Linked DNA regions of Sus scrofa: regions 1, 2, 3 and 4 are each linked to region 5. The links are chromatin contacts, called in public HiChIP or PLAC-seq maps. All regions are on one chromosome and are shown on one strand. The core of a region is the stretch at or near the end of the contact, and the rest is flanking DNA. Distances in the headings are between cores, read along the strand shown. Region 1 overlaps LOC110255632 (a long non-coding RNA gene). Region 2 overlaps LOC110255633 (a long non-coding RNA gene). Region 3 overlaps LOC110255631 (a long non-coding RNA gene). Region 4 overlaps LOC110255633 (a long non-coding RNA gene). Region 5 overlaps LOC110255736.

The links. HiChIP or PLAC-seq counts read pairs in DNA pulled down with a chosen protein or histone mark.
Region 1: an H3K27ac HiChIP or PLAC-seq map of skeletal muscle shows a contact between it and region 5. The contact joins two enhancer-like sites. A contact is called at or near these places in 1 of 5 promoter capture datasets (fetal skeletal muscle), 8 of 47 Hi-C or Micro-C datasets (embryonic fibroblasts, fetal skeletal muscle, heart right ventricle and 4 more) and 1 of 2 datasets of contacts at active chromatin or transcription factors (skeletal muscle).
Region 2: a contact with region 5 is called in an H3K27ac HiChIP or PLAC-seq map of skeletal muscle. The contact joins two enhancer-like sites. A contact is called at or near these places in 2 of 47 Hi-C or Micro-C datasets (embryonic fibroblasts and heart right ventricle) and 1 of 2 datasets of contacts at active chromatin or transcription factors (skeletal muscle).
Region 3: a contact with region 5 is called in an H3K27ac HiChIP or PLAC-seq map of skeletal muscle, with 4 times the contacts expected there. The contact joins two enhancer-like sites. A contact is called at or near these places in 1 of 47 Hi-C or Micro-C datasets (embryonic fibroblasts) and 1 of 2 datasets of contacts at active chromatin or transcription factors (skeletal muscle).
Region 4: a contact with region 5 is called in an H3K27ac HiChIP or PLAC-seq map of skeletal muscle. The contact joins two enhancer-like sites. A contact is called at or near these places in 1 of 5 promoter capture datasets (fetal skeletal muscle), 7 of 47 Hi-C or Micro-C datasets (embryonic fibroblasts, fetal skeletal muscle, heart right ventricle and 3 more) and 1 of 2 datasets of contacts at active chromatin or transcription factors (skeletal muscle).

What each region holds. Positions count from the first base shown.
Region 1 is chr10:10,604,043-10,608,466 of Sscrofa11.1, forward strand. The region is part of intron 1 of LOC110255632 (a long non-coding RNA gene); the gene reads right to left. Among named protein-coding and RNA genes, the nearest start is that of DUSP10, 300 kb to the right of the region's middle. Within about 2 kb of position 3,014, at least 2 of the 83 cell types and tissues checked have an H3K27ac peak or open chromatin away from gene starts, as enhancers often do. A contact at or near this core is called in skeletal muscle, where this site is marked.
Region 2 is chr10:10,713,565-10,718,289 of Sscrofa11.1, forward strand. All of the region lies in intron 1 of LOC110255633 (a long non-coding RNA gene), which reads left to right. Among named protein-coding and RNA genes, the nearest start is that of DUSP10, 190 kb to the right of the region's middle. Within about 2 kb of position 2,542, at least 24 of the 83 cell types and tissues checked have an H3K27ac peak or open chromatin away from gene starts, as enhancers often do. A contact at or near this core is called in skeletal muscle, where this site is marked.
Region 3 is chr10:10,543,697-10,548,220 of Sscrofa11.1, forward strand. All of the region lies in intron 2 of LOC110255631 (a long non-coding RNA gene), which reads left to right. Among named protein-coding and RNA genes, the nearest start is that of HLX, 280 kb to the left of the region's middle. Within about 2 kb of position 1,700, at least 13 of the 83 cell types and tissues checked have an H3K27ac peak or open chromatin away from gene starts, as enhancers often do. A contact at or near this core is called in skeletal muscle, where this site is marked.
Region 4 is chr10:10,738,864-10,743,253 of Sscrofa11.1, forward strand. All of the region lies in intron 1 of LOC110255633 (a long non-coding RNA gene), which reads left to right. Among named protein-coding and RNA genes, the nearest start is that of DUSP10, 160 kb to the right of the region's middle. Within about 2 kb of position 2,403, at least 4 of the 83 cell types and tissues checked have an H3K27ac peak or open chromatin away from gene starts, as enhancers often do. A contact at or near this core is called in fetal skeletal muscle and skeletal muscle, where this site is marked.
Region 5 is chr10:11,300,635-11,305,348 of Sscrofa11.1, forward strand. The region is part of intron 2 of LOC110255736; the gene reads right to left. Among named protein-coding and RNA genes, the nearest start is that of TRNAT-UGU, 10 kb to the right of the region's middle. Within about 2 kb of position 2,732, at least 27 of the 83 cell types and tissues checked have an H3K27ac peak or open chromatin away from gene starts, as enhancers often do. A contact at or near this core is called in fetal skeletal muscle and skeletal muscle, where this site is marked.

The DNA of each region.
Region 1 (4,424 bases), core at 1,764-4,263, 700 kb before region 5:
AAAATAGTCAGCTGCTGTGAATGTGATGTGGCTTCAATTTCAGGCTGAGAGCTGGTTTGGATGATCAATACTTACGTTTAATCATTAATAGTTTAGAAAACTTCCTTTGAGCTTTACAACTTTGTAAGGTAATGTCATGTACATTTTAGGATTTTTGTCAAATTGGGGGAAATTTCTTTCAAGCTTTTTCTTTTGTGAGCTTTAAGATTTCTTGGTGTTTCGGGTTTTCTTTTGCAATGACTAATCTTTTTTAAATTTATTTTTAATTTTTTTGCTTTTTAGGGCTACACCCGCAAGATATGGAGGTTCCCAGGCTAGGGGTTGAATCAGAGCTGCAGCTGCCATCCTACACCACAGCCACAGCCATGCTGGATCCAAGCTGCCTCTGTGACCTACACCACAGCTCACGGCACCTTAACCCACTGAGTGAGGCCGGGGATCGAACCTGCAACCTCATGGTTCCTAGCTGGATTCGCTTCTGCTGTGCCATGACGGGGAACTCCACAATGACTAATGTGGAATTGTCAACCCTCATGAATCCCTTCCCCTGTCCTTTTGTCACTCGGTACATAGGACACACGAGTCCGTTTCACAGTTCAGGTGATGAGGAGCAGTGGGAATTTTCTGAAAGGCCATCCTCCTCTGAAATTAACTCTATCTTGACTACACGTGGAAGGGGCTGTGCATCAGCTAAACCTATTTGACTCAACCTGACCCTTCACTCACCTTCCCTTAAGCTAGATCCCAAAAATGCCTGGGACCTGAGAAGAGGCAAAGGGTGACAGACCTGAAGACAGACTGGAAAAAGAAGTTGGCCCCCACCAATGAACTGCCTCACTTTCGTCAAATTTAAGAAACCTGAGGGCCGCATGAGGGCTCGCTGAGTCCTCGCAGGCTTGCGTGTCAGAGGCCCCGGAGCTGAACTTTCACCGTTTCACTGAAAATGCGTCTCTGCTCCTCCTCCAGGTCCCTGTACTTCCGACCCCCAGACCAGCAAAATCCCAAGTCTGAATTTAAATTTCTGTTTCCTCCGCCGCTGTCCTGCTAAGGCCTGATGGAGAAAATCATCTATTTCCCTCACTAGGTTCCTGCCACCGCTGGCAACCACCGGTCTGTTCTTCGTCTTTGTGAGCTACGTTTTTCTTTGTTTCTTCTTTGTTTGTTTTTGTTTTTGTTGCATCTCAGTCTCTCACTTGCCTCCTTCTGTACCTTTGATTAGCGACAATCTGGACTTTTTTTTTTTTTTTAATTCTTTTTTTTTTTTTTTTTTTTTTTTTTTTCCCCACTGTACAGCAAGGGGGTCAGGTTTTCCTTACATGTATACATTACAATTACAGTTTTTCCCCCACCCTTTGTTCTGTTGCAACATGAGTATCTAGACAGAGTTCTCAATGCTATTCAGCAGGATCTCCTTGTAAATCTATTCTAAGTTGTGTCTGATAAGCCCAAGCTCCTGATCCCTCCCACTCCCTCCCCCTCCCATCAGGCAGCCACAAGTCTTTTCTCCAAGTCCATGATTTTCTTTTCTGAGGAGATGTTCATTTGTGCTGGATATTAGATTCCAGTTATAAGTGATATCATATGGTATTTGTCTTTGTCTTTCTGGCTCATTTCACTCAGTATGAGATTCTCTAGTTCCATCCATGTTGCTGCAAATGGCATTATGTCATTCTTTTTTATGGCTGAGTAGTATTCCATTGTGTATATATACCACATCTTCTGAATCCAATCATCTGTCGATGGACATTTAGGTTGTTTCCATGTCCTGGCTATTGTGAATAGTGCTGCAATGAACATGCGGGTGCATGTGTCTCTTTTAAGTAGAGTTTTGTCCGGATAGATGCCCAAGAGTGGGATTGCGGGGTCATATGGAAGTTCTATGTATAGATTTCTAAGGTATCTCCAAACTGTTCTCCATAGTGGCTGTAGGGACTTTTTTTTTTAACTGTATCTTATTCACTCTTTTATTTCTTTAATACCTAAAACATTTTAGTTGTTACTCTTGGCTTGGTAATTTTAGAGTATATAATCTTTGTTAAAATGACAGAAGATCTCTATTATTTCTGTTGATTATTGTTTCAGTGTGATGTTTACTGTGTGGTGTAGTATTTTGTGGTTTTTTTTAATTTTAACAATGATTTTATATTCAGGGTAAGGTCTACTTGGCAATTCTGAATTCTTAGGAGAAACTTTTTTCCTCAGGTGATTATCTTTTTCCCTCTTTTACTGAAGATAAGCAACTCAAACGAGGCAAGACTCTTGGTTTTTCTCCTCTGCCGGGCTGATATATATATATATATATATATATATATATATTTTTTTTTTTTTTTTTTTTTTGTCTCTGTTACACTAGGGTCCTCACATTTCTGTAGCATCTCCCATTAGACTCTTCATCTCATTGTCTCCTAGTTTGTGTACCCCACCTGGCTATCAAAATGAAAACTCAAGCTCTCTAGAGTTCAATAGGGATTTTTCCGAGTTTCTGTTGTGGCTGTGTTCTGTCTCTGTGAGGATGTGGATTTGATCCCTGTCCTTGCTCAGGGGGTTAAGGATCTGTGTTGCTGCAAGCTACAGGATAGGTTGCAGATGCAGCTCAGATCTGGTGTTGCTGTGGCTATGGTGTCACCTGCAGCTCCGATTCAGCCACTAGCCAAGGAACTTCCATATGCTTCAGGTGCAGCCGTAAAAGGGGGAAAAAAGGAAGAAAATAGATATTTTTCTGAGAAAATGCAAGCTCACCACACTGGATCCATGCCTGCATTACACTTTTTGCTTCTGAGGATTCTTTACTAGCAGTTCAACAATTTATCTGAAAATATTTTAAAAAATTATATCCAGATTTTTTTTTTTTTTTCAAAAGGAGGGAGTTCCTGTCATGGCTCAGTGGTTAACTAATCTGACTAGGACCCATGAGGTTGCGGGTTCGATCCCTGGCCTCACTCAGTGGGTTGGGGATCCAGTGTTGCCGTGAGCTGTGGTGTAGGTCACAGATATGGCTCTGGCGTAGGGCCGGCAGCTATAGCTCTGATTAGACCCTTAGCTTAGAAACCTCCATATGCCCTGGGTGCGGCCCTGGAGAGGACTGGGGACAAAAAGAGAAAAAAAAAGGAGGACTATTCAGAACATCTAGTCTGTCAAATTGCTGCAAATGCAAGACTCTCGTTATTTCTTGGTATTTTTTTTTCACCCTTGGCTTTGAGATTGCACTAATTTTGCCCTCTCGCTCTTTTTTTCTTAGCTTTCGTCACTGGATCCTCTTTCCTCTGCTCATCTCCTAAGGTCAATGTCTCACGGTGTTCTATCTTTACCCTCTTCTAATCTTCTTGGACACTGTCCTGCTCAGGCCTTCGGCAGTCCTGCTCTGCACAGATGCCTCCCAAGTCATGCAGTGTCTAGCCAAGTCAATCTCTGGAGCTCTCGATCCTTGCATCTACAAGCCTGCTTTATTCAGCTTTACTCTTGGCATCATAAGTGCAATGTGTCCAAAGTTCACTTAATCACCCTCCCCTCACCTTCTTGTTTTAAAAAAATTTTTATTTGGGAAAATGACACCAACATCCATCCCGTTAACCAACAAAGAAACACGGGGACGCATCATAGACCTTCCCTCTCCCACCATCCTCCCTATGCAATTGATCACGAAGTCTGTTGATTCTACCACCTTAAGCCCTCCATCATAACTCCCACTCCCTAATTAATTAAAAGCTTCATCATTTCTCTCCCGGATTGATATAATAGCCTCCTAAATGTCTGCCATCAATCCACGGTCCTCACTGGAGTCAAAGTAATCTCCCTAAAACGCATATGTGATCATCTCACACCCTGCCCCTTCCCCTACCCCAAATTCATCAACGACTCTCTCTAGGGCGCAAGATAAAATTCACATTCCACGTTCATCTCTTTTAGTCCCTCTGAGCCCACACTGGAGACAAACTGAAATATTTGCAATCCCCCAGCTCACAGGCTCTCTACAGCTGTGTACTTTGCACCCACTATTTCCTGCCCTGTCTTCTTTGTCTGGCGTACATGTTTTTACTTCATAAACACAATGTACATGTCACTCCCCCAGAAACCCTCCAAGTTTACCACCTACTCCCCTCTGTTGAATATTTTTCCTCTGTTCCCTTGAGTCATTCATTCCAGAAACATGTATTGAGTCTGCATTATCTATGCCATCTCTCTCTCTATCACCATGGCCCTATCGTGGGCCTTTGGAAAGCAATACCAACCAAGAAGCCATCTGTACCACACGGCAGTGTAATAAAGGCAAGGGGAGCAGCGAGCTCAGGGAACGGGAACACGAACCAGCCTTGAAGGAACAGAGGGAGTTGTTCAGAACTTGATGCCATTGCTTCATCTTCTGCTCCCTGCCCTTGATGTTTCTCTGCCTCTAGCAGCCAGTCATTTACATAGGAAATAAATTA
Region 2 (4,725 bases), core at 1,292-3,791, 590 kb before region 5:
CTCCTTAAATGGAAAACAGCAAGATGAATGCAAAAAGTTTATAGTTAGCATATTAGCCAAAGTGCAGCAAATAAGTGAAACTAAATTTCTTGACCCTGTACAGACTTTACAGGGGCCCTTCCTGCTTTTTATTTTCACAATTTTACAAAGCAGCATGGCCCTGCTTGGTTCCTTTTCAAATCAGAGTAAGTGGCCCAGATTTGACGTCCTCAAAAAATGCAAATTTCTCTCCACCAATCTTTCTTGCCCAATGGGAAAAAAAAATTCATTTAGTCTTTTGACATGGCTGTAACATATACTCTGGGGGTTTTAAGAATGCTTTTCAGAGGAAACAGAGATGGATCCTCTCCATGTCATTCTAGCCAAGGTTCACCTAAGCATTTAGAGGTTTCCCTTCCAGTTTTGTGCTGCTCTTATTTCTTCCTCTATGTTCATTCATCACCAAGAGCTATGCTTGGAGAGAAAGGGGTTTTAGTTGCAGAACTTGCTTCCTGTTAATTCTTCCATCCCAGAACATTTTGGAAACAGATGTAATGACTTAAGTGTAATAATAAGAGTAAAATAATTATATCCAGACAACTGAAGCCAAGTGAAAATAATTTTACAAAGCAAATTTCTATTCTCCCTTTTATAGAACGGGTATAAAAATCCTTGCCTCTCTGTTTGCATCCATTAGTTTAAGTGATATTGGCCAGATGATTTACATGGTGATTTTAGGTAAATCTCCTCCACTGTAATATGACTCAGTAGTTCACATATTTGAATAACAATGCTCTCTAAACATAGCAACTGAATAATAAAAGAGTATTATGTGACCCAAACACAGAAATCTGTTTTATATACCACAAATATCGGCAGCATTAAAGATTTCCACTTTATTCTATAGGTCTGGAAGTGTATTTCAGAAGTAAATTGCACAGTTCCATTCACTGTATTCACTGGTATAGTCATTATTTGAGTGAATTGTTTCTTTTTTTTTCTTTTTCTTAGGGCCGCACTCAAGGCATTTGGAAGTTTCTGGCTAGAGATTAAATCAGAGATGCAGTTGCCAGCCTACACCACAGCCACAGCAACACTGGAGCAGAGCCACACCTATGACCCACGCTTCAATGTGCAGCAACACCAGATCTTTAACCCAGGGAGCAAGGCCAGGGATCGAACCTGCATCCTCATGGATACTAGTCAGGTTCTTAACCCACTGAGCCACAACAGGAACTCCAGAGTGGACTGTTATTTTATCCTCAGCATGAAGTTCACAGTAGGCAGTAAATAAACATTGGTCATATTAGTAACAAATGGCATAGGTAATTGTGTTATTAAACACAAAAGTTGGAAGGAAACAGAGCTGTAATCAATATATCTAAAAATATTTGAGGGTCTAGAAATGACAGACCACCAGCATTGGTGAGGGCTGAGGGCTTGTTTTGCTCCTGTTCCAAATACCTTTATGTGTCTAGTCACTTGAGAAACTAATTTGAATGTCCCAAAGATATCAAAAATAATAAAACCAAGCAAAAATGAACAGCAATGACAGAAAAGGAAGTTTTGGATTCAGCACTGTGCTTTGATATACAGTATGTTTATCTCCGTTCCCTCCCAACACCCCACTGAAGCGGCTATATTAAGATAGCACAGTTCTTTCCCATAAAGTACCTCTCCTGGACTAGCTGACTGTTTTACTCTCATGGATGTGTAATTTCACTAAAGCAGAGACAAGGACATCTAGGGCTCTCAGAAACATCCGTGTTTTGTCCAGCAAGAGTGAAGAGGGAGGATTTCTGATGGTAATTATCTTCTGTGTAACAGACTAACTAAGTACCTAAAGAGATAGCCATGAACCTGCTCAATCAGGGGACAGCAAGAGCAGTACTTCCTCCCGAGCATGGACTCGTGGGCATCATGTATGCCTTCCCAACCCCACTAGAGTTACCAGATCAGGTAACTAGGTAGTTATCGCTCTCAATTCTGGGCAGAAAGAAATAAAATCTCATTTTTACACTTCAAAAGAGAGATATTTTTCAACCATCTCAGAGCCAAGGGTTGAAATTGAAATGCTGCTAAGGCAGAAACTGAACCATCACGCCCCACTCCAGAATAGGAAGCCAGCTGAGAAGAGAATTTGTCTATTTTTACAAAAGAAAGATTTCTGGGAGCATAAACCTGTTTGCACACTAAGAACATTGAATTTTACAAACACCAGACGAGGTTTTGGAAGAGGACAAGTCTTTTTTTTTTTTTTTTTTTTTTTTTCACCATTTTCCAAATCATTGGCCACTGAACTGCCTTAATTTGTTCTCCCAGACATCAGAAGATAAACACAAGGAGAGAATGATTACTCCTACTTAGATGAGGGACTGAAAATTATTCCTTTGGCTCTGAGACTTCATTTTATATGTGCACATTTATACCCACTTGCAGCAACATCTAGAAAATTGCTTTAGTTTTAAAAACAATCTGGCAGTCAAGTGGTGCCTCACCCCAGCAAGACTGCTCGTGTGAAGACAGACACCTGGTGGTGAATGTGTAGAACTGCAGGCCAGGACAGAATTCTTTGAGGACGGCTCCCCCTCCACCTCCCACCCCCATTTCCCCTCCTCTTTCTGGGTACAGACTGCTGTTGACCGTGGACATACTGCAGCTGTAGGAAAGTGAGTCTCAAGTTCAAGTCAAGAGATTTCCAGAACAGTTACATCAGCTCCATGAAAGCTCCGGGTCACAAGTTCTCTAAATTATTTAGAAAGCTGAGCAACGGAGCATGCTAACCATTTTTAAAAGCTACTAAAATCGCTCAACCAAGAAGCTGAACAGGAGCCTCAGTGTTTGAGAGTAAAGTTTAATCTCCACCTAAAAAGTTCTGGACTTCCTCTGTCAGGATAATGAGCTTCTGTTTTCTTTGGGGGAATAAAAACGAAGTGTCGATTCCTTTGGCACCACAAAAAAACACACACAAAAAAACAAGCATGTCGAGCTTCTAAATATGGCCCTGCCCCTGAGCTGATCCTGCCTCCATCCAAGTGTTTTTCTCCAAATCGAATCCCCCCAAGAGAAAAACACGTAACTGAAAGACACGGAAAGCCAATCCCTCTTTCTGGTTGCTCCTAGCTCCTAGTTTTGTTCTCTTTAATTTTTAAGTCTGGAGATAAGCTTCTAGAAGCCTACTGAGAGTAGTCCCTGAATTTCCTCGGCATGTACTTGATTTCAGACAGAGGATGGGATCAAATCATGGGCCCTCATTGTCATCTTTGTAGGAGGAAGGGAGGAGGAAAGACGCAGTGCGTCTTCAGGTTGGACCAGGGAGTCTGTTACGTGACACAGGGAAGGGCTGGGGGGGTCTCTGATTTCTCCTGCATCTGCTGATTTCTCAGCTGACTTCCTCAGAGAAAATCCCAGGCACTGCTGCTCCTGAAATGACAAGCTGTGTGGTCAGGATGGCCTTGGTCCAACTTTATCAGGCTTTTGCTGTGTGCCAGGCAGTTTCAAGTCGCATCACACGTGTTTCAGGGGGGCCCTCATGGACACACAGCATCCCGCCCTGGGTCCACCATCCTGTTTCTAAATCACACACACGTACCCGTACACGCCGTAACTCGGAAATAAAGGCCTTCTCTGATAGTCAGAGGCCGACTGCTCCATTTTCCCTTTTTTGGCCGCCCCAGGCCAGGTATCGGAGCTGAGCTGCAGCTGCCACCTCCACCACCACCGCTGCAGCCACACCAGCTCCTAGCCCACTGTGCGGGGCTGGGGATCGAACCTGCATCTCAGTGCTCCTAAGACACCACCGATCCTTTTGCCCCATGGCAGGAGTTCCATTTTTTATTTACTACCACAAAGAAGATGGGAAAAGGTGTCATAAATCCTCCTGTGTTACAAGAGAAGACGCATCACTCCGGGGGAATGAAGCTCTGTGGGCGATGTCCCCACCTCCCACCCTCAGGCACGGTAGCAAGGACTTTCGAAAAGAGTAGGAGAGGCCTGAGGAAGAGGTTTCCTGAAGCCACAACGAGAAACATTGAAATTTCAGATAGCAATCCTCCCTCCTCCCGAAGCCCTTATGCGTAAATGTATTTCAGGATTCATATTTCTTCAGACGCTGGGTAGGTAGCAGAGGCCACACACAGCGTGGTACGTAATAGCCCAGTTCAGGTCACAAGTAACACACCTGTGAGTCTGACACACGAAAACACCTGTTTATCTGACTTTTTAAAAAAACTTCATTGCAGACAACAGACTACAGTCCTGTCTGTGACCAGGGAGCCCTTCCCAGGCGTGCGGTTCTGTGTAAAAGGCTCCGGTGTCTCCCCAGGTTCAAGAGGAACAAACTAACTACAACACAAAGAAGGAAACTGTTGTCAAGGACCTCATTTCCTTTGTTCATCAAAAGCCAGTGCATTCATCCGAAAACCGTAAAAGTTTTCAAGACAGCAGAAGATGTTCATGAGCTGGGGTTGGGCCAAGTGTTGGAAATGACCACATACCCACAATCCATGAAGCAGAATAATTGGCCTTTATTAAAATTAAAAATTTTCCCACGAGTTCGGAAAATGATGGAAGATCATATGAGCAAAGTAAATGTATATATATACATATATATATTTATGACTACATGTAATAATAATATGTAAATATATTTGGTTATAATCTATACATATATATATATGACTGGGTCACTTTGCTGAACAGGAGAAACTGGCACAACATTGTAAATCGACTATACTTTAATTTTTC
Region 3 (4,524 bases), core at 450-2,949, 760 kb before region 5:
TAAGAGTGAGAAAAAAATAAGACCAACAAAACAGAAATGTTTGAGAAAACTTATGTGGGAAATACGGTCATATTTTTGTAATAAGGAAAAAATATTTATATAGTTAGTCCCTTTGGCCAGTTCTTCTATCATACAATTACCCTCTAATGCATTTAATGCATAAGTTCTGATTTTATAGGTCATATTTTATGACATGGACAGAGTTTTGAGAAGGATTTTTCTACTGAAAGGAATTTATAGTTCATAAAAATATTTAATTTTGAGGAGCCAGCTATTTAAAATCATCTGTACATGTACAAACAATAACAACAACAACCAAAACCCTGACTAAGGGAGGTGGGTAAACGTTGGATCTTTATTTTCAAATATAGGCCCGTTTAAGATGAGCCTGAACAAAGTAGCATTGGGTTGCATTTAGATTGTTGTGACATGTTTGAAAGCTGCAGAGAAAGTGTAAGAAATAAAGAAATGCTTTCTTTTCCCATTTAATTCTTTAAAAGCCTAAAAAAAAAAAAGTTGCTTTTTGACTGTCGGTCATGTTTTCGGCAGCCATGGAAAAGGGAAGCCTTTATGCCATTGTATGTTTAGTTCTTCACCAAGGGCGACTGCAGGAATGAGGAGAACATTAATCCTCATTTGCCCTCGAACGCGTCCGGGGTCCTGTGGTGCCAACGACATCAGTGCACCCCAACAACAATGACTTAGCCGAGGTTTCCCAAACACCTGGACTTTCGGCACCCAGAACCAAAGCATCTGGACCTCTGTTGGCCTTCACGGCTTGTCTTCCAAGTTTGACGTTGTGTCAGAATAAGAAGAGCTGCAGAGTACTTCCCCCGGGTGGCCCAGCCAGGCCAGCTATTTCACCTGCACTCGCTTGTTTACCCCTCAACGAGTGAATGAGTCCTGGGTGACCGGTACTTTCACTTGACAGACGAGGGTTCTGAGGCTCGGAGAGGGAGGGGCAGGTGGGGGGGGCACCCCTTTTTTGGTCTGATTATAAAGCGGAGGCTGAGAATATACCCCGTATTTGCTAAAACAACCACACGGGGTCAGAGCAACAGATGGTATATGTCCACGGTATGGCTACACCATGGAAAGAAAGGGGAACTGCGTAGTAGCTAATTTAAAACCCTACTCAGAAATGTCACCATCTTCAGGCAGTTTGCTCATCTGGGGGGAAACGGTCCTTTTCTTGAATTACCCTGGCAACACAGACACATTCACCCAATAACTGTCTACTCCACGTTTCACACTTTGGGCAGTAGCACCACAACTAAAATGACTTGCATCTGTTTTGTCAGGTTAAAGGATTAAGAAAACGGGAGGTGGGGGGAAGCACACAAAAGCTAAATGAATAAAGTTGAGACTGGATGCCCAGGTGCAAGATGACTATTCCAGTTCTTATTCGTACTTAAAGTAATTGTGAGCAAGTTATTTCATCTCTTAAGCCTCAGTTTTCTCATTTTTCAAACACGAATGAGTAACAAAACCTACTCAACGTACTTTCCTGAAGGATGGGATAAAATAATGCACGTAGAGTGCTTTAATGCAGTGCCTGGCTCAGAACAGGGTCTCAAAATGTTAGTTACTATTATTATCATAAATATTTGTTAGAACTTAAGCTGGTACGTGATGGAACTGGAATTCAGAACTACACCTGACGCTTAGCCCTGCCAGTAGGAGGCCACTGGCGGGTAGAGAAACCTCAGGCAGCTTTCGCCCTCTCTCCTTGTTTGTGTATCTTCCCGTTCACGGAAGAAGGCGAGCTCCGCTCCCTCTGCCGCGCCTGCCCCCTGCTGGCAGGGATGGGAACGACGCGGTGGGGGAGCTAGAAGTCCATTTACCTTCCTGCCTGCTGCTCCCTTTCACCTCTGCCAGGTATTCAGATTTCTTTCAATATTAAATCTGAATAACCCTAGCCTCCTATAAAAGGATGTGAGAGCATGAATATAATCATTGCCTCTTTAGTGCTGTAAAATTTTATGGTTATGTAGAAATTCAATGTTAAAAAAAAGCACACAAAACTATGATGAAATTTCTCTGGATAAATAATTAGTTATGCCCAGAGACACAGTGTGGGGGCAGTGTATTTTTTGACCTTTCAACACAGACAGATGGTTTACACATCTTCAGCAGTTAGAGCTTTCCGAGGAGCATTATATAATCTCAGTGCAGTTACCAAATGAAATAAGAAATTCCTCGTTTGGCAGATGGAGCTTGCATATCGAGTTCATAAACTTTAATACTTCTCCCAAGTCCAAAATCAGAGACAACCTGCACCAAGTCAGTTTCCCATTTGCACTTAATTAGGGAGTGTGTTTTGGAGGTCAGTGAAAATCAGTGGAGTACATTTTCATAATAACTTTCCTCACAATAAAATTATTTGGGAGGCAGCTCTCCAACTTCTTCTGGAATGAGGGCAAGAAAAACGGGGACACAGAGTGAAGTTATTGGAAACCTTATCTGGAACTGCCCAAAAAGTTGTCTGGGATCCAAAGAACACACAGTACCTTCTGGATCAGGGGAAAGGAGCCAAGCACTTTTATATTCCCAACAATTTTCATAACTGTGCAGTTTCACACAACTTTACGGATTCCAAACACTAGAGAACGAAAACCCTCTCGGGGTTGTCATCACGTTGCACTTAGTGGAGTCGAGGTAGCCAGTCTCCTGCTTATGGAGAAAGAGAATGTGTGGGCTAGAGGGATGGTAGGGAGTTAGGGCAGGTGACCAGACTGTACCTTAATGATCTTATGCAATTAAGTTTCCTAAAGATAACACAGTGAGCCCCGGACAAATTATATATCACTTTCTGGATGTGTGCTATCTTTGTAGCCATAGGAAAGTGTATTATGCTTGTGTTAGCCTTGTCCTAAAATATTCTAGAGAATCAGAAGATGAATTTTAAGTGACACTCTCCAGTAGGAAATCAAAGCAGAGAGAGTAAATGTCCTTAATGGATTAGGAAATCAAATTCTGATAGGTAAGGTCTTCAAATTGTTTCTTTTCCCATAAATTCCATTTGCTTTTTTTTTTTTTTACAATCCCCACGAATCCAGGAAGACACAGTCAAGATCCACAGTTACCGAATTGTGGTTGATAAGCTTTTATCATAATAAAATAATGATAAAAGAGCCTTTGGCTGTAATACAGTGAAAACACCTTCAACCTCACAGAGAGAATGCATTTAATTAAGCTTTTTGTCCTTTGCATAAACACACCTGTGTGCACACCTGAAGTAGGGTTGGTTACATTTATACTGTGTATTCTGTGATAAATTGTTCTGAGATGAAGTCTTGAGGCTTCTAAACCCAGCTTCCCTCAAAGGCAGTTCATATGTCAAGTTGTTGCATTCACCAAATGACTGAAGTGTAACCATAACCAACGTAGCATGACCAATGCATCAGAATGAAGGCGCTATTTCTCTTTCGTCTCTTAATTTGATAGTGATGATAACAGGGAATTTGTCATACTTCATTTCCAGTAGTGGGCAGATCATTCAGATTATGGCCTTTACAAATTACCTGTTTATAAATCACCCTCAGTTCAGTTCAGCTGGCAATTTTTTTTCTGTTCATGGAAGTTACCCGGTTGTGTGTATATGTGTATATTCATTCTATAAAGCCTTGATGCTTCAGGCTGCTGTTGTGCATCATGGGCTGTATGCTCAGCAGCCTCTAAGATAACCCTGGATGATTCCCGGTATTGAAGACTTCAGGCAGCTCTCTCCCTCTCAGCATGGGCTGAATTTACTGACTCACTGCTAGTGAATAGGAGATGCCCAAAGCAATGGACAAGCCGACCCAGGTTAGGCTGCGAAAGACTGGCTTCCACCTTGGATGCTCAGCTCTTGAGCTCTTTCTTGTAACCCACACACAGGGGAAGTATACGCCCATACTGTGTATGGCACCCTGGAGAAACCCGTATGGCAGAGAACTCATGAATCTGGCCAGCAGCCCCATGCGTGAGATTAGAAGTAGCTCCACCCACCCCAGCTGATGTCCTCATGGCACCTTTGTGAGAAACCCAGCACCAGAATGCACCCAGCTCAGCCACACCCAGATTCCTGACCAAAGAAATTGTGAGATATTATCCAAACTACTGACTTTGGGGGTTATTTGTTACACAGCAATTGATTACTAATGCATATTTCTATCTCTATTGATGGCTAAATATCACAGAGTATATTATTCTTAAACAGGGTCAGTGTTCCAGTACTGCCTGTAATGATCTATAGTCTTTTGTGGGCATGTAAGCCAGGCCTCTGTCCCATAGAAGACACATTCCTGTTGTGGCTCAGCAGGTTAAGAACGTGACGTTGTCTCTTTGAGGATGTGGGTTTGATCCCCGGCCTCACGCAGTGGGTGAGGGATCCAGTGTAGCCATGAGCTGCCTCGGTCACAGATGCAGCTCTGATTCAATCCCTAGCCCAGATACTTCCATATGCCATGGGTGCAACCTTGCAAAAAGAAAAGAAAAGAAAAGCTAGAGGTTTTTGGTTCTAGAGCTACTGCGCGTGTTATG
Region 4 (4,390 bases), core at 1,153-3,652, 560 kb before region 5:
TGCTGTGGCTCTGGCGTAGGCCGGAGGCTACAGCTCTGATTAGACCCCTAGCCTGGGAACCTCCATATGCCGCGGGAGTGGCCCTAGAAAAGGCAAAAAGACACACACACACAAAAGAAAGAAAGGAAGGAAGGAAGGAAGGAAGACAAGACAAGAAAGAAAGAAAGAAAGAAAGAAAGAAAGAAAGAAAGAAAGAAAGAAAGAAAGAAAGAAAGAAAATAAATCACAAGAATAGGAGCTCTCGTCATGGCTCAGTGGTTAACGAACCCAACTAGTGTTCATGAGGATGCCAGTTCGATCCCTGGCCTCGCTCAGTGCGTTAAGGATCTGGCATTGTGGTGAGCTGGGGTGTAGGTCAAAGAGGCAGCTTGGATCTGGCATTGCTGTGGCTGTGGCGTAGGCCAGCAGCTGCAGCTCCGATTGGACCCTTAGTCTGGGAACCTCCGTATGCCTCAGGTGCGGCCCCAAAAAGACCCAAAAAAAGGAAAGTCACAAGAATAATTAAAGAACTCTCACTGAAGGGCTGGAGTTGCTGAGATCAGGAGGAGTCCTTGACATGTACCCCTTCCCTGGAGGTGGGTCTCAGAGACTAAATCCAATTTGAATGTGGGGGGACGCGGACAGTGTTCTCCCGGCCAAGCGATCTGAACGAGAGCAGGGAAGGAAAAGGAGCCACAGGCCGCACGTACGGCGAGCATGCGCAGTTCAGCTTGGTTGCGGCAAGGGTGTGGACAACAGGTTATCAAAGCTACCCACTGCCGAGCTCTCCCTCTGAGCTAACCGCTGGGTGTGGGCTGGCTCTGTTAACTTCTTTGAGCTTTACAGCTCTGCAACAGATGACATCACACTCATTTGACAAAACAGTAGAAGCCCACTGAAGAGTTCAGGCAAGAAAAGCTGCCCATTTGGAGCTGTGATCCTGGAAAATGACTCTGGCATCTGTGAGTAAGATGGAGTGTCCTGGAGGAAAACAGGAAGAGAGACCCTGTCCGTTGTTGAGGTTGTGGCAACTGACCCAGTGACATCCAGGGGAGGGCTGACCTGCCGAGGGACGATGGAGAAGAGAGGGTGCTCGAAGGGCGTTGCAGAGGTCAGGTCTAGAGAGTTAGTAAGCTGACTGCATGGGAACATAAAAAACAATAATAATGATGCTGAAGTTGCAACCCAGGATGGCCGTGAAGATGCCAGAGGGAGAATGGGAGGGAGGGCCTTGGAAGGACCAGGGATGGATCTGGTTGGCGCTAGGTTTGGAGAACAGCCCGGGTAGGGCTCCAGGAGATGATGCGAAGTGGGAGGCTGGCAACCCAGAGACAGACGCTGGTGAGCAGAGATGTCTTAAGAGTTAACAGTAGACCCGTAGCTGGATGTCTTCATAAAACCGAACACTCTGTAGAGCTGCGTCGAAGAGACATGACACGACGACGAAACCCCCAGATTCTGATGTTCCAAGGTTATCGAAAATGTATTATCATTCAGTCCTTTAGCTTAAAACTGTGTTTGGTGAAGTGTGATTAAACAAAAATAGCTTCATGGAGTTCCCTTTGTGGCTCAGCAGTAATGAACCCCACTTTTATGCACGAAGACACAGGCTGGATCCCTGGCCTCGCTCAGTAGGTTAAGGAACCAGCGTTGCTGTGGCTGTGGTGCAGGCCCAAAGCTGCTGCTCAGATTTGACCCCTAGCCTGGGAACCTCCATACACCATGGGTGCTGCCCAGAAAAAAAAAAAAAAGACAAAAAAATAGCTTCATCTGGAGTTCCTGTCATGGCGCAGTGGTTAACGAATCCGACTAGAAACCATGAGGTTTCAGGTTCGGTCCCTGGCCTTGCTCCTTGGGTTGAGGATCTGGCGTTGTCATGAGCTGTGGTGTAGGTCGCTGACAAGGCTCGGATCCTGTGTTGCTGTGGCTCTGGTGTTGGCCGTCGGCTACAACTCTGATTAGATCCCCAGCCTGGGAACCTCCATGTGCCGCGGGAGCGGCCCTAGGAAAGGCAAAAAAAAAAGACCAAAAAAAAACCCCAGCTTCGTCATATTAATTTTGTTTTGGGGGGAATTTTTTTTTAGAGAAATTGTGTGTGGGGGGGGTGTTGTGTGTGTGTGTGTGTGTGTGGTTTTTCCTAACAACAACGTAGAATAAAAGCAGATTTCATGATGTATCTTCAGAATTGGAGAGCTGGTAGCATTTTTTCCAAATCCCCAAGTAAATGACTTCCTTTTGAATCTAAAGCATAAATCATGATTGTACTTTCTTTCTGGGGCTTCTGCCTCTTGTCAAATTAACAGCTTTCGAAAGAAACGCATATTTTCAGCTGGCCCGCGGTTGAAGCTAACATTTCTACCCCACACTGTTCTCAGACATCTGACTTAGGGTGGATGGAGGGAGGCCAGGCTTTCAGAACCTGCTGCGTGTGGCCGGGTCCCCTTCCTCTGGCCCCAAACAGTTCAGTCGCTCTACCTCGCAGGGGCCGCCTTCGGCTAATGAATCCTTAGCTCCAAGTTTTCCCTCCTTCTAATGAGTGCTAATAAAATGCATTTACCTCTGCTAATGCAACAAAAACTCAGCATTATTTCATTGTATCTACTTAACAAGAACCTCGTTTAATATCGAATTACGTCCTGCTCAGCCAAAGCATTATACCGGGGGATGGGGGGCTGTAACAGGAAAGTATCAAATGCTCTGAGGGACATGCCTTCTTAATATGCCCTGCAGTCTTACGTGATGGCTGAATTCATTTAGCCAAGCTGGTCTGATCCTTCTGCCAACTGTTTGGTAAAATTTACCGCAATGCTAGGCAACCAGTCCCACCACACAGGCTAGAAATATAGTATTGCTTTTCCTGGGACCAAGCTATTAACAGTTGTTTGGGGAGAGGCCACAGGCCACGGGGCAGATACTGTTACAAAAAGGAAGAAGTTTCGGAGGTGCTTCATTTTAGAAAATAGTTACAGCAAATCCAATTTTTATTAATGCATTTTCCCCTAATTGTTTATGGTCTAATTGCAGAAGAATTCATATTTATTTCAGATTTATCTTCGGTGAATGGTGACACCCAATCTCCTATTTGTCTTTGCCGTGAACTCCTCTGCCTTCTTTTTGTTTGTTTGTTTGTTTTTATCTTTATGTGTTTTTAGGGCCACATCCATGGGATATGGAGGTTCCCAGGCTATGGGTCTAATTGGAGCTACAGCCGCCAGCCTACATCACAGCTCACAGCAACAACAGATCCTTAACCCAATGAGCGAGGCCAGGGATTGAACCCGCAACCTCATGGTTCCTGGTCGGGTTCGTTAACCACTGAGCCACAACGGGAACTCCTCTGCCTTCTTTTTTGAAGCAGCCCCTCACTCAGGTAACTATCAGTAACAAATACCTGCTGGAAGTTTTCCATTTAAAGAAGCATGTGGTAATTTGACTAATCATTGCTGGAGCCAATTACCTGTCAATTAGAAAGAAGAGCTGTTATTTTCACTATCCTCAGCAGATTTTGTGACCTGGAATATTCCTGGTCCTCCTGTCACCCGAAAGGTCACATTTAGAGAGGTTTTCCTCTGCATTGTTTCTTAAGGTACAGGATTCTATCACTTGGATGGTTTGCTTATTAAGAAGCGGGAGATACCCTTCTTTTGAGTCTTTGAAGAAAGACTTTTCCGTGGGCTTAACAAGATAAAAGACGTCGAAGAGAGGAAGAGCTTCCGTCCATTTCATTAATATTTATTCAGAAGACTCTACTGTTCTCTATAGAGGAACGGAGTCCACACATTGCTGAGGAAAATGAGTGTAAAAGAGAACAGTTACCTCTTGAGACCTTGTAACCGGTCACCCAACAAGAAAATAGGGGAAGCAGCAGGAACCCATGCAAGATTTACCTGGGGGGCATCAGCTAGCATCCTGAAGACCCCAAAGTCATTGTTGCTCAGTTTCTAACAAGCGGCTTGGGTCAGAATTTACATTCTGGCAAACTACCAAGTATAGTCTCCTATTCTCCCTCGATCCCACTCCTCTTGGGTGGATGGAGTAAAGAGGGACCTCTGAGCATCCCTGCATCCCTGCATCCCTGCATCCCTGCATCCCTGCATCCCTGCAGGCAGGGACGATTCAGGGGATGACTGCCGGCATCAAGTGGCTTCTATAGCATCTCTCTTGGCATCTCAGAAGAGATGGTGGGTATTTCTACCCAAAGGGGAAGTAGGCCTTTGTTCAAAAGCGCCTCTGGATGAGACAGACACCACCACTTTTTTGTAGCTTCTCATTATAAATTTAGTGGGTTTTTTCTTTTTTCTTCTTCCAAACTCTAGTTTCTGACCAGAATATAAAATAAGTTTGAAAATATAAATGACTTCTGAGGATAGCATGAAATAAACCAGAAATAAAGAGTCAATGGCTGGTTCTA
Region 5 (4,714 bases), core at 1,482-3,981:
GCACGTTTGCTTCAGGAAGAGCCGGGCTCTCTGGCCCCACCCCAGCCTCACTCATATTCAAGAAGGAACTCGTCTCCCTTTCTCCCCTCGACTGAGAGTCACTCCTGCAGGCTGAGCAGTTCCTCTGCACTTACTGGGCACCTGTGATGCTTCTTCACACTGTTCATCAGCTTCCATCTGTTAAGTCTTCCTTCGCAATTCTATCTCAGTCCCTAAGGGCAAGAACCATGGCCATAAGTTCCCTGCTCTTACCCAGGGCAGTTTTTTTGTTTTTGTTTTTGTTTTTTGCCAGTCCCAAGGCATTCAGAAGTTCCCAGGTCAAGGATCATACCCACGCCACAGTGGTGATCCTCGTGACGGCAGTGACAACGCTGGATCCTTAACCCACTGAGCCACCAGGGAACTCCCCAGGGCAGAAGAGATACTTTTGGCAGAAAAGATACTTAAATAAGCATGTGTTGATTGAGGCATAAACCAACAGTACGACACACTGGGAAGAGTTCAGATCTGAGCTTAAAATACAATCACACCGTTTTCAAGCTGCATGATGAGCGAGACAAGGTCATCCTTGAAGAGATGGCTAAGTCACGGCTAGTTACTGCTTCTGGGCAGAGTGGTAGTGAGTAACAAGTGAGATAAATGTATATAATGCACCTAAGACGCAGGGTGCCCTCTCCAATGTCAGGTCCCTGGCCCAGCCACCCTCCCTGAAACTGACAACCTAGAATGACCTGGGAGGGGACAGGCAAGGCTGGAAAACACACTTCACCTTCCAAAGCTTGATTGTCCTGCTCCAGGAGATGAGGTGCTCTTTGACTCTAAGGAGGGGGGGGATGGGAATTGAGGTCTGGGAGATGACCAGATGCCAGCAAGTTCAAGATCAGAGTTATTTCAAGAACCATTTGCATCCCAAAGGTTGGACCTCGGCGGGGAGCTGGAGATGATCCACCAGTTTGTCACATTGGCAGGAAGGGGAATGTCAAGCCCTAAAAAGTCACTGGCCCAGACAGCCCTAGTTTCAGAGCCCAGTGGTGAGGGCACTGGCCTGTCCTGACCACCTGGCCTTCCCCCTGACTGGGGGACAACGGGGACCGGCCCAGGCCGGAGGCTCACAGGCCACTTCCGTGTTGACAAATGTCTTAAACTGGCCATGAGGACAGCCACCCTGTGGCACCCAATGAGCCCATGCTGTTTATAACATGAGGTACGACTCTGGACAAAAATAAAGCCCTGATCTGCCTGGAGAACAGGTGTGTGTCTGCCTTTCCTTTGAAGCACCATTGATGACCCAACAAGAAGGCGCTGCATAGCCTTTAAGGAGCAGCTTCTAGACACTTTCTAATCCGAGACAAAGGAGCACCTCTGCTGCTCCCAGGGGGCTGCTGCATCTCCCACCCCCCTGCTCCATCAGAGGTGAGAGGTAATACACCCCCCCATCTCTACCATACCCCCCACCCCCGCCCAGAACTTGCCAGTGATTCATCTTCGTTTCCTAGGATGAAACAACCTTGCAGGTGCCCTGAACACTAACTGAGGAAGCTGGTGTCCCTAAGGTGCCACCCTGCCCTGCCCCTCCATCCAGGAGCCAGCAGTACCTGGAGGAAAACGGCGGAAGAGCAGAGAGTGGATGGTAAAAGTTTACAAAGCTCGGGAGGGACCAGGGCTGGGCTGACCCAAGCAAAACGAAAGGACTGGTGGGACTGGCGGGGCGCACCTCCATCCGAGGCCCCTCCTCTGGGCGGAACTCCCCCTCTGCCGTCTGGCCGCTGGATCTGCAATCCTCTGGGGTTCTGATTGGTGCGCATTCATTCAGAGATGTTCAGCCCCTCTGGCAAACACCCTGCCCTTTGCATCCATATTTTACAGGTGAGCGCAGAGCGCTAAGGCTTTGGTGGAAGGTCATTTCCAAGGTCAAAGGGCTAGCTCGTGGCAGAGCTGGAAAACAGGACTGTTGGGCCTGAAGCCACCCTTTTACCCCTGTACCTCCCTTTCTAAACCCACCTGGGAGGCACTTTGCAGTAGAGTCTACAGAGTGTGGAGAAGAGTGGCGAGAGGATTGTGAACTTGCCTGAGGGCCAGGAAATCCAAAAATCCCCTTGCAGTGGCGTTAGAGGCCGGGGCGGGGGGGGGGGGGGGGGGGGGGTGCCGGCGGAGGGTCTGGGGAGTAGTCTGGCCCCATCACCATGACAACATGCAACCCGACTTCCTCTCTTGGTGTGATCGTCACTCTGCTCACCCTCTAACAAGGACCCCGGCGAGGAAAGCCATCCCTATTCTAACTGGTGAAACACTGAGGCTCAGAGACGTGGCGAGGTGCGGGGAAGAGCCAACAGACGATGGGAACGGTCTTTGCAGGACAACTGCGCATTTATGAAACCGTCACGGCAGAAGAACATCCGTGCCAGATCCCGGGCCCATGGCTGGGCCCAGCTGCCTCCCATTCTCTCCTGAGGCCAGGCCTGCTGCGAGGTTTCATTACATTGCGTGTTTTTATCATTTGATATCTGTAGCCAGATGCCTGTAGGCAATAAATGCCCTTCTCCATCAGTTGAAGCAAAAAAATGTACCTGCCATGGCTGTATTTGCTTCACTGGGCCGCTGACTTATTTTAAGAACTAAATCTTGCCTGTTACTATATTTTTCACTCTGGGGTGCGTGTGCTCCAGGACCGACAGTGATAACTTACACCCAAGGCAGAGCTTCCTCTCGCGCGAGAACGTAGCGCCACCTAGTGTCCACTTGCTCCACCGCAACCAAAAGAAATAACAGCGGTAACCTTGACAAAGTTTGCGCTCTCAAGAACTTCTTACACGCATTTTTCTCTTCTCACATAACGGAGCTTGCCTGCAGCAGTATATTCGTCTTATTTTTAAGATAAATAAGTTAAGACACGAGGCTCCAGCAAGAAAGCTGAGTAAGTTTTCCACTTGCCAACCCGGGGGGAGGGGGGGGTCATACTTTCCAACTTGGGTGGCTGTCATTTATAAACGATGAGCTCATGAGAGACGAGGGCTCATGCAACGCCCAGGTGCCCAGAACACCACCGCGCAGGAAGGCAGCCCTCCCGCGGGACCTGATGCAATCGTCTTGGCTTTATTTAGCCTTTCGTACCAGCGTCTCTACGCTCTCGGGGCAGGCTTATCCTCACAGCACCCTTAAGGGGTATAGATCTCAGTGTGGGGGGTTTCCGTTGTGCTAACAAAACCAGTATCCATGAGAATGCAGGTTCAATCCCCGCCCTCCCTCCGTGGGTTAAGGATCCAGCTCCTGCGTGAGCTGTGGTGTAGGTCGCAGGGGGGAATCTCAGGGTTATTAGTATTTTGTTTTAGGGCCGCACCTGCGGCATAGGGAGGTTCCCAGGCTAGGGGTCAGATCAGAACTGCAGCTGCCTGCCTACACCCCACCACAGCAACGTGGGATCCTTAACCCACTGAGTGGGGCCAGGGATCAAACCCACATCCTTGCAGATACTCGTCGGGTTCGTTACCCCACGAGCCACAATGGGAACTCCATCAGCGTTATTAGATGCAGGTTCCCACAAGAACTCACTTCCTCTGCAGCAGTGAGGGTAGATGTGGGACTGCCCACAGCCCCCTAAACTCAGTGCCTCTTTGCCAGTGCAAGAACCAAATCCATCACCCCAACACCATCCAACAGTTCTGACCTTCAAGCTCCTAATTCTTTTCAGATATCCAGAGTAGGGTCTCTCCATCTTGGTACCACTGGGTTGAATGGGCTGGGGGGGCTCCGTCCTGTACACTAGGAATGGTCAGCAGCGAACCTGGTCTCTACCCACTAGGTGGCAGTAGCGTCCCTCTCCCCATGAAGACGATCGGAATAGCTCCAGGCCCCGCCAAATGTTCCCTGGGGGTCCAAACCCAGCACTGGTTGAGACCCACTCTTCTAGAAGGCAGGTACACAGAAATGTAAAAATAAAAATACTACTAGTGATAACAACTACTGCTCCTGCTACCATTTAAAAGGCACGAATCAGGAGTTCCACTGGGGCACAATGAGTTAAGATCTGACTACAGCGGCTCGGGTCACTGCAGAGGTACAGGTGTGACCCTTGGCCAGGGCAGTGGGTTAAAGGATCCCACTTTAACTTTGTAAGTTGTAACTGCGGTTCGGATTCAGTCCCTGTCCCGGGAACATGCACATGCCATGGGTGCAGCCATACACTAAAATAAAATAGACACGAAAATAAAATAGAATAAAAGGCAAAAATTACATGCTACGAGCCCTATGAGTTTATCTTATGTAATCTTCACAACCAAGAAACCAGTCTGCGTTGACTCTCTAAGGAAAGAAACACTTTCATTACAGATAAAATGAGGCTCAGAGATGTTAGGTAACAGGCCAAGGTCACATAGCCGGTAGTGGCAAAGTCACCATTTAAAACCAGGCTCCTGTGACTCCAAAACCTAGCTCTTCACCACCTCCAGATCCTGGGGCCATAGATCACCAACGTTTCTGGAACAGTCTTGCTTCTTCACAGCCCTTCTAGAATATGCTAGCGCTATTCAAATAATACATCCAGATTTCAGCTTAAAGACATAAACACTGTAGCTCCTCTCTGTAAAAGGATCAATACAGGGAGCTCCCCTCGTGGCTCAGTGGTAATGAACCCGACTAGTATCCATGAGGACGCAGGTTCGACTCCTGGCCTCGGTCATGGGTTAAGGATCCAGCAGACACAGCTTGGACCTGGTGC